2 separate regions of the Mus musculus genome follow, and region 2 is linked to region 1. Evidence: chromatin contacts called from public HiChIP or PLAC-seq data. All regions are on one chromosome and are shown on one strand. The core of a region is the stretch at or near the end of the contact, and the rest is flanking DNA. Distances in the headings are between cores, read along the strand shown.

Region 1 (4,291 bases), core at 1,003-3,502:
GGCTCTGCTTGGGCCCCTGCCCCTTACTTTACAGGAAGAGGCATTTCAGGCTTCTGCCTGATTCTGGCCTCAGCAACCAACCTAGGCATTTTTGCATGCTATAAGCCCAGAACATTAATTCCCATAGGACAGGATTGAACCAACCTGCTATTCCAATTTTGCAAGAAACCAAAGTGGTTTATCCCACAGCTGTGGTATCTGTGAAATCTCCCTGAGTTTTGCCATCTGCTGATACACTGGCTGCATTCGTCCTGTGTGTAACATGGATCTGGTTCCTCCTTCTCACCCACTGCTGTGATCATCCCTTGGGATAATGGGAGAATGAATCCTCAGTTTCTTTGCTATACTTCACTCATGGGAGGAAATGCGGTGGCAAATTGTGGAGCAGATACTGAAGGAAAGGCCATCTAGAGACTGCCCCACTTGAGAATCCAGCCCATATTCAGACACCAAACCCAGACACTATTGCAGATTCCAGGAAGCACTTGCTGCTAGGAGCCTGATAGAGCTGTTCCCTGAGAAGCTCTACCAGAGCTTGGCAAATACAGACATAGACGCTCATAGCTAACCATTCCATGGGGTGCCCAATGAAGGAGTTAGAGAAAGGACTGAAGGAGCTGAAGGGGTTTGTAACCCATATGAAGAACAACAATATCAACCAACCAGAACCCCCAGAGTTCCCAGGAACTAAACCATCAACCAAAGAGTACACATGGAGGGACCCATGGCTCTAGCTGCATATGTAGCAGAGAATGGCCTTGTCAGACATCAATGAGAGGAGAGACCCTTGGCCCTGTGAAGGATCTCCCAGTGTAGGAGAATGCCAGGGTGGGGAAGTAGGAGTCGGTGGGTGGGTAGGTGAGCACCCTCATAGAAGCAGGGTAGGGAGGATGGGGTAGGGGACTTTCAGAAGGGAAGCTGAGAAATATGGTAACATTTGAAATGTAAATAAATAGAATATCCAATAAATTTTAAAAAATTTCTAACTCAATCTTAGGCTGGTCTAATATTTAGCCCAATATTAGAGATTCCTATTGTAGATAACTAATATTCTTAATTGTCTAGCAAAGTTAATTCTGAGCACAGCCCCCACTTCCAGAGAATCTCTGGCCTTTTCACTAATTCTAAAACCAGCCTGGAGACTGAGCTTGAGCCTTGCTAATTTGCAACTGAATAAAGTACCTGGACTTCCCCAAAAGAAGCTTTGTGATGTTACTCTCACTGTCTAAGATTTTGTCTTTCAAGCAGGTCAATCAACACCTTCAGCCTGACTGCAGTATTCGTACATCCCCGCCCCCAAGAGCATTCAGGTGGCAGCTGCTATTTTCATTCTAAAGACATTCCTGCATATGTTGTGGCTTTAGGTCTGATTTGAGATTTAGGTTTTCTATTAGAGCTAAAAAGGCAGAAATTTCAGATATTAGCAATAGTCACTTGGACACTTGGAACATTGATGAATTGGCCATAGATTTAAAAATAACCTAAATACATTGAATCCCCTAGATTGGGTTCAATATATAATCCTATTTGCTATAATTATTGGCACTATTTTATTAGTAATCATTGTGTTTCCACTCATCTTTAGAGCACTCCTAAAATCTGTAGCTACGACGAGGCGGGACATCCTAGAACTTCAGCTAAATAATAAAAGTACAGGGGGAATGCCACGCATACTCCGGTGAAGTCTGCTTGACAGGCTAAGAAGCCTAGAAAGCACTCGTGAGGCAAGAGTTTCACAGAAGCTCACCTCCTGGAGCCTTGGCGTTCTCATTAACCCGCACACTCTTACCCTATCCCCGAGTTTGTCTGGTGTATGGATCCATGTGCTCTCCTTTACAGTTATGTTACTATAGTGCCTTTTAAATTTGAATCTTGACATAGTTAAGCCAGTGTTCCAAAGTCCAAGAAAGACTGAGTAACTGATTACTTAGAATTCAACTAGGAAGTTACCTATTCAGTAACTAATTAGCATTATAAAAAAGACCGAGCCAACAGATCAGGGCTAGTCTGCTAGATGTTTACTAGGACAGTCTTATCCAGATATGGTTTACCTTAAGAAAAGTTAAGAAATCCCACTGAGACAGGTTTCTTCTTTAGGTCCTAAAATTCAGGCAGAACTATAGAGTATAAATAAATTTTATGCCTCAGGCCAGCCTTTTCTTTTTTATATTAACAACAGGGAGGAGATGTAACCCCCCTCCCCAGCCTGAAACCTGGCTGATCAAGTTTCACTGTTAGCACAAAGAAAGCATCAGGGTGGGGCCTGCCACCCTGTCACGCCCACTTCTACTGCCCGCTGCCTAGCTGTTCGGAGCTATCACGTGGTCACTTGAAACTTTACTCCAGGATGATTTGGCGGGGAATTGGCCCCCTTCCCCTGTTTCATAACCCAGTGTCGGAAATGGTAAAATCAAACCTTGATCAGACTGATTGTCTTGGTTCTGTCTTTCTCTCGTGCTGCCTAGCCCCCCTTCTTCTCTTCCAGGTTTCCAAGATGCCTTTCCAGACTAGAACCCAGGCATGTGAGCTGCTGGCCAGACGCAACACTGAAGTAAAAGCCATCCAGAGACTGCTCCACCTAGGGATTTATCTCATCTGCAGACACCAAACCCAGACACTATGGCTGATGCCAAGAAACATTTGCTGACAGGAGCGTGGTATAGCTGTCCCCTGAGAGTCTGTGCCAGAGCCAAACTAATGTGGCTCTGAGCAGCAAATCACGAAACTGAGCACAAGGACCTCAATGGAGGAGTTAGGGGAAGGACTGAAGGAGCTGAAGGGGTTTGCATCCCAATAGGAAGAAATACAATATTAACCAACCAGACTCCCTCAAAGCTCCCAGGGAGCTACCAACCAAAGAGTGCACATGGAGGGACACATGGCTCCAGCTGTGTATGTAACAGAGAATTGTTTACCTTAGCTGACATCAGTGAGAGGGGAGTCCCTTGGTCCTCTGAAGGCTCAATAACCCAACATAGGACAATGGTTGGGCCCCGAGACAGGAGTAGGTAGATGGGTGGGGGAGCACCCTCAAAGAAGCAGGAGATATGGGGGAGGGTGTATGGGGTTTGTAGAGGGGTACCTGGGAAATGTAATTATTTACATTTGAAGTGTAAATAATTAAAATAACCAATAAAAAACAAAGCAAAGAAAAAATAAAAGACAAGTGATGTATTCTTACAATACATAAGACATTCTCTCTATAATAGATACTTAGTAAATGTTAATATATGGATGTCTCTGAAATCTAGTAACGTAAGACTGTAATTCCCAGAAAAAAAAGCTATGGCTAGAGCTTTGGTGTTCTGACAAACTTTAGGCTATTTGAGCTGCCACAGAGAAATTCTATAACCTGCATAGCTTATAAACAACAAAAACCTGTTTCCTAGTTCCCAAGGTTGAGAAGGCAAGGTTCAAGATATTCTCAGATTCAGTGTCTGATAAGAACTAGATTGTATATGATGCCTTTACCTGTGTTCTCATATAGTGGAAGTACCTAGCTATTTCTCTGGAACTTAGACTATCAGTCCCAAACACAAAGCCTACTTTAATTATGGTTCTTTAACACTTCAAACTACCTTCTATCCCACCTACAAGAGGATATGGGAAAAGAAAGGTTCATGGAAAATGGGAGTTTTGAACCTCTTTAGTAGCAGTTCTTTGGGGCAATTCCAATCTTCATTGTTAAGATATCAAGCCAGTTGAAGATATCAAAACACAAGTCATAGTGGCAGTGCAGTCTAATCAGCAAATACCAAACACAAATCAATAGCAGTGGCTTCATCCAGAAAAAAAAAATCTTCACCTCCCAAAATTTTCATCTCCCACTAACACTGAAGGTTAAGATTTCACTCTGCCTCAAGAGAAGTAAGGCAAAGAGCAACAACTGTCAGTCCATGTCTCTCAAATTGTCTCCTAGGAAAGGAGATAATTTTACATTTTATTATCTCTAAATGATAACAATATCAATTGCTCAAAAAGAGAGCAATTGATATTGAAGCTGAAAAAGCAGAGGACTTGGTGTGTGTGTGTTGTGTGTGTGTGTGTGTGTGTGTGTGTGTGTGTGTGTGTGTATAGGAGTACCTATGTGTTTGTGTTTTGTGAGTTGTCATTGCCCAGAAGTTCTGCAATTCATAATTCTCACACTACCTACCCTACACAATCCCAATTCCCTGCTCTGATATTCTATCAGGAGGGGCAAGAGTGAGATGTCTTCCTGTGGTGGGTACTTTTTCCATAGGAAATTCTGCAGGATTGCTATAGTTCATTCTCACCTCCTCAGAAATACTGT
Region 2 (4,814 bases), core at 138-2,637, 320 kb before region 1:
AGGTATTTAAAATGCCACACATTACAGTATCTTCAGAATATAAGCCCCATATTTTTAAGTTAAGCACACATTTCCTCTGTATTAGAAATGAATGTGGAATCTCCACTTAGGAGTATTGCTGGGCAAAAGTCAAATGAATATTAAAGACCAGACTTCACTTCAATACGCTCTGACTTGTTCAATGGAAAGACTTTTGCACTCATCACTATCATGTGGCCTCTGGTGATACACTCTTCATCCCTTAACATTTCCACTAAGGATTGGTGTAAGGTTTTACCCATAATACATCAGGGCTAAGTTACAACATTTAGAAAATAGTGTAGGGAAGGCTTTGGGGCAACAAAAAGGCCATGCATACAGAGAGTTTATCATGTAAATTATAGTTTGAATTCTTGGGATTCTAAGTCTCAAATTTTTTTGGTGTGTGTGTGAATGGGTGCCTGTCTGTTTGTCTGTCTGTCTGTCTATGTGCATGGTTTTGTGTGTGCAGTTGCATGACTGTGTGTCAGTGTACATGTTGAGGCCAGAGGAAAACCCTAAGTATTACTCTAAAGTGCTACCTACCACTATTGAGAGTAGATACTGAATCTTCCATTGGTTGGAAACACACAAATTACACTAAACTGACTGACCAGTGAGACCCAGGGATCCACCTGACTCTGTTCCCCAGCTTCAGGATCCCAAAAGCAAACCACCAGAGTAGGCTTCTTATGTTTATGCTGGGTCCTTGCTATGCACACTCCAGTGAAGTTTGCTTGGAGGCCAAGAGGCCTGGGAGCACTCACAAGGCAAAGAGTTTTACGGAAACTTACCTCCTGGAACTTTGGTGTTCTCATAACCCGTATACTCATACCCTATCCCCAAATTAGTCTGGTGTGTGGATCCACGTGCTCTCTTTCAGTATTATTTTATTATAAGTGCCTTTTAAGAGTGAATTCTGACATAGCTAAGCCTTCGCCATTGTTCCAACTTCCCAGAAAATCCTTGAAGTCGACAAACTTGGAACTCAGTAGGAATGCAGTGAGAAGGTTATCTATTCAGTAACATTCAAATTTACTTCTAGTAGAGACAATGAAACTAATTAGGCATTACAAAGAACGGAGCTGGAATAGCTCACGGCTGGTCTGCAGAGTGTTTACTTGGGACAATAGCCAGTCTTACCCAGACAAGGGAATTCACAATGGCTTAGAGAATAGGTGGGTTCACCATGAAAGAGTTAGGGAATCCCCCTGAGACAGGTTTCTTCACTAGGCTCAAAGAAACAGCATAAATCAGGAATTTACTAAGAACCCCTGGTGGTGGGCTTAACAATAGACTAGCATTACACCTGGCACCCTTCTTAGAGGTAAACAGCAGTGCCTGGTCCCCACCTTCTTTTGATGTATACATTCCTTTTGTATTGTGTCACTGTAACTCGGTGTATGTATCTTGCCTCTGTGTGTTGCATCTGTCTGTCCATCTGTCTGTCATTCTCCGACTCCTTGTCCATCTGCAACCAGAGACCTGTCCTAGGCAGACCAAGAGGGTCTGCGGCAGTTCCTCAGGTCCTCAGGCTTGCAAGACTAATCAGTTTATAGCCAAGCTGCCTCTACATGTTCACCCCTATTAAATTGTCTGATCTCTCCACTTAGTGGATTTTTTTTTCTTCACCCAATAGCTCAAAATACAGGCATTATAGTATCCCAGAGTCAAAACTCTTCCAACTCTACAAAGATGCTAAGGGAAATTATTTGTCCTTACTTCTGAAGAGTTTGCTAAAAATGGGAGATACTCATGCTCCTGGGAAACAACTAAACAATGAGAAAAGTTTTCATGATATTTTTTCAAGAAAGTCAGAATACTTTGGGGTACAACAAAATATCCCCTTATCCAACCAAAATGATCTTGTCTCAAGCTTTTCTACTATAGAAAGAAGACTGGGGGAGGGGCAGTAAAAGGAGTGGGAGCCTGAGACAGAAACTCGGAGTAGGTAGAAGGCAGTGAACAGAGGGCACTCACCAGGTTTCACACACATTATCTTGTCTACTTAGCACCTAAATGATTTTCAGGTCTGTGTGCCTCCCCCAGCTCATAAGCTTCCATCTACATGCACTGCTCTTATTTTTCAAAGACATGTGGTATTAATGAGACAATAATGTTGGTAAAGTGTTCTAATTTCTGTTGGGAGCTATTAAGGCAACTCTTGATCTCTGAATTGGGCCTCTCCCCCTGAGAAGAAAAGGGGGTCAAAAGCGGGCCACCAACACATGGATTCCGAGAACCACGGGATGTTCTAGCCCTAGGTCATCACCGATGTCCTGACCACACCCTGATACCACCAAGTTCCTGCTTCCCCGTGTAGCTGCCAAAAGAAAGAATTTCTATTGCCCCCCCCTCCCATAAGTACTTCTCCTTTTGCTTGTATTGCCCTACCCCTCCCACTGATAAGTATCTGTACTTCCCCTTTTGCTTGTGCATTTAAACCTTGGACCTTTCTCAATACATTGGGGTCTTGATACAACTTCAGAACGGTTTCCCTGTCGTTACTCGTACAAGACCCTTGTCTCTCTCTACCCCCCATTTGGTTATTAGGAGGAGGTCCCCTCGAGATCCTCGAATAACTGGACCTGCTGGACGGGTCAAATTTCCTTTGAGAAAAAAAGCTATACAACTTTATTGTTCTTGTTGGTCCTATGTAACTAATATTACTCACATTTATTTCATTTAGGGAAATAAAGTCTAAAAATCAAATGAGTGGATTTATTGCATTTTGGATTCAGCATCTTTGCACATGTGGATACTGACATAAAAAAGTTGCAACTAAGATCTTGAGGCCAATAGTACAAACCTTAACCCAGTATGTGCGGTTTCTAATGCTTGATGACCTGAGGGGTGAGAAGTGAGAAGAGACTTGATACCCTAGTCTTCTCCATTAACTCATTGTCAAGCATAGAATGTAGCAACAATTCCCTCATTTCTTGTGGAAATAATAGTAGATAAAATACAAAGTATTTATTTTTCTGAGAGAACAGGGTTTCCTCTCCTTCATGTGTAAAGGGCAGGAAAACTACAAAAAGAACATAGAGTCGTGAATAAAGCCATACACAAACAAGAATGCTGGGACTACAGGTTCCAGTACTATCTTTGTGGAGCACTATATTTATGCTCATCTAGTCACTTAGAACAAGGAAAGAGTAGAAGAATAAGAACTTAGAATTTTATGTGGCAATTACATTCTTAGTTATCATTTGACTGAGTTTGGGTTTTGTTGTGTGTGTGTGTGTTTCAATATGTTCTAACTTGTTTGCAATTGGGATAGTTGTGCACTTTGTTAAGTCAGGACCTATGTTTGAAGTAGAAAGGACCATCTATGTGACACTGTTAGTAACACCTTTACTGCCTAGGAAAATGCACATCTTATGCCGTGCCAATAGTTTCTTGCACTTGGAGCTTGGTCTAAGGCAAAGTATACTAAAACATTATTCTATGCCATTTACTACAAATTTCCATAGGTAAATCTTTCTAATAATTAAATTTTACCTTGTATTTCTCTACCTTTGGTTGGAAAAAAAGAGTAACAAATAATTCTTCCAGGATGGGGGAAGTAAAAACATTGTAAGTCTTTGGGGAGTTTCTTAAAACAATTATCCTAATGAATGCGCTGCTAGTATGTAATTAATCAAAACTTAGTTGATGTTTTGCACTAAGGGGCATATATGTCTGGGACAAAATTTTGATTGACTGATGTAAAATAGACCAGAACAAATTATTCCTTCACCAGAGTAAGGGACGAACAACCCCAACCCAAAATAAAAAGCAGTTTTTCCCCTCCCCAGCCCTGCTTTCCTGCTGCCTGCCCATTATACAGAGATGACTAGAAATCAGAGGCAAACACAGGAAGTGACTAGAAAGCAGGGCATGTAGACAAGTACTTATGGAAACTGAATATTTGAACTTAGAAATAGCTTTTCAGCCTCATATCTCCTGCTTTTAACTCTTTTCTACATTTTCAATTGAAAAGCTTCATTATTACCTCTTGTGCATATTCTGAGCCAACTCTCTTGGTATCTTGTTCACTTTAACCAAACTATTTTCATAATTAAAATAAGAGAAAAATATACCTTTGTAATGCAGCATCTTATATTTAATTTAAACAGGGGAATGCTTATTTCTGTGAAAGTCTAGTACAATACAGATAGTAAGTGTTGAGTGTATTGCTTAAGTGGATTCATTGAATTAAACATAGGCTTAACTACCTTTCCTGGAACAGACCTTGTAACACAATAATTCACAGTAGTGTAGTGGAAGGGACCATAGGTTAGTGCCATAGCAGTGCATGCGAACAATGTCATTTAGAGGCAGAATAGAGAGCTGTGGAGTCATTGATTGGGAAGGAGCAATTCACCAGGAAAGGCATGAGGAAAGCTCACAGCACTGTTGTGACAGTTTGCTCTTAAAGGATAAGTGAAACCATCCCACATTCGTCAAAGACAGTTTTCATGTTCACTTGAAGATAATGGTTAGGAGAACTCAGCAAATAGCCTGGACATTTCGAGTCTAGTTTGTCAAAACTGAAGAGAAATGGCGTAAGCTGAATCTTGAATCTGGAAACTCTATCTAGTATATAATCTTAGGAGAGTGCATAAGGTGCTGTTCTCTGGGTATCAGGAAACCAATGGGTTTTGACCTCAAAACAACATTTTTTTTGTTTGCTTTTCTTTTAAAGGAAAAAAAAATCCCTATATTCTTGTCACAAAAAAACCCTAATGTCTATTATCCCAAAGTATGTATCATGTTTGGGGCTGCTAACTGGAGAACCATAGACTCAATGGCTT

The links. HiChIP or PLAC-seq counts read pairs in DNA pulled down with a chosen protein or histone mark.
Region 2: an H3K27ac HiChIP or PLAC-seq map of embryonic stem cells shows a contact between it and region 1, with 6 times the contacts expected there. The contact joins two enhancer-like sites. A contact is called at or near these places in 6 of 484 Hi-C or Micro-C datasets (all in embryonic stem cells), 11 of 115 datasets of contacts at active chromatin or transcription factors (embryonic stem cells and stem cell-derived epiblast-like cells) and 1 of 9 other capture datasets (embryonic stem cells).

What each region holds. Positions count from the first base shown.
Region 1 is chr3:8,004,584-8,008,874 of GRCm38.p6, forward strand. No RefSeq gene overlaps it. Among named protein-coding and RNA genes, the nearest start is that of 1700010I02Rik, 52 kb to the left of the region's middle. Within about 2 kb of position 2,253, at least 22 of the 459 cell types and tissues checked have an H3K27ac peak or open chromatin away from gene starts, as enhancers often do. A contact at or near this core is called in embryonic stem cells and stem cell-derived epiblast-like cells, where this site is marked.
Region 2 is chr3:7,681,759-7,686,572 of GRCm38.p6, forward strand. All of the region lies in intron 2 of Gm16685 (predicted gene, 16685), which reads left to right. Among named protein-coding and RNA genes, the nearest start is that of Il7, 70 kb to the left of the region's middle. Within about 2 kb of position 1,388, at least 11 of the 459 cell types and tissues checked have an H3K27ac peak or open chromatin away from gene starts, as enhancers often do. A contact at or near this core is called in embryonic stem cells and stem cell-derived epiblast-like cells, where this site is marked.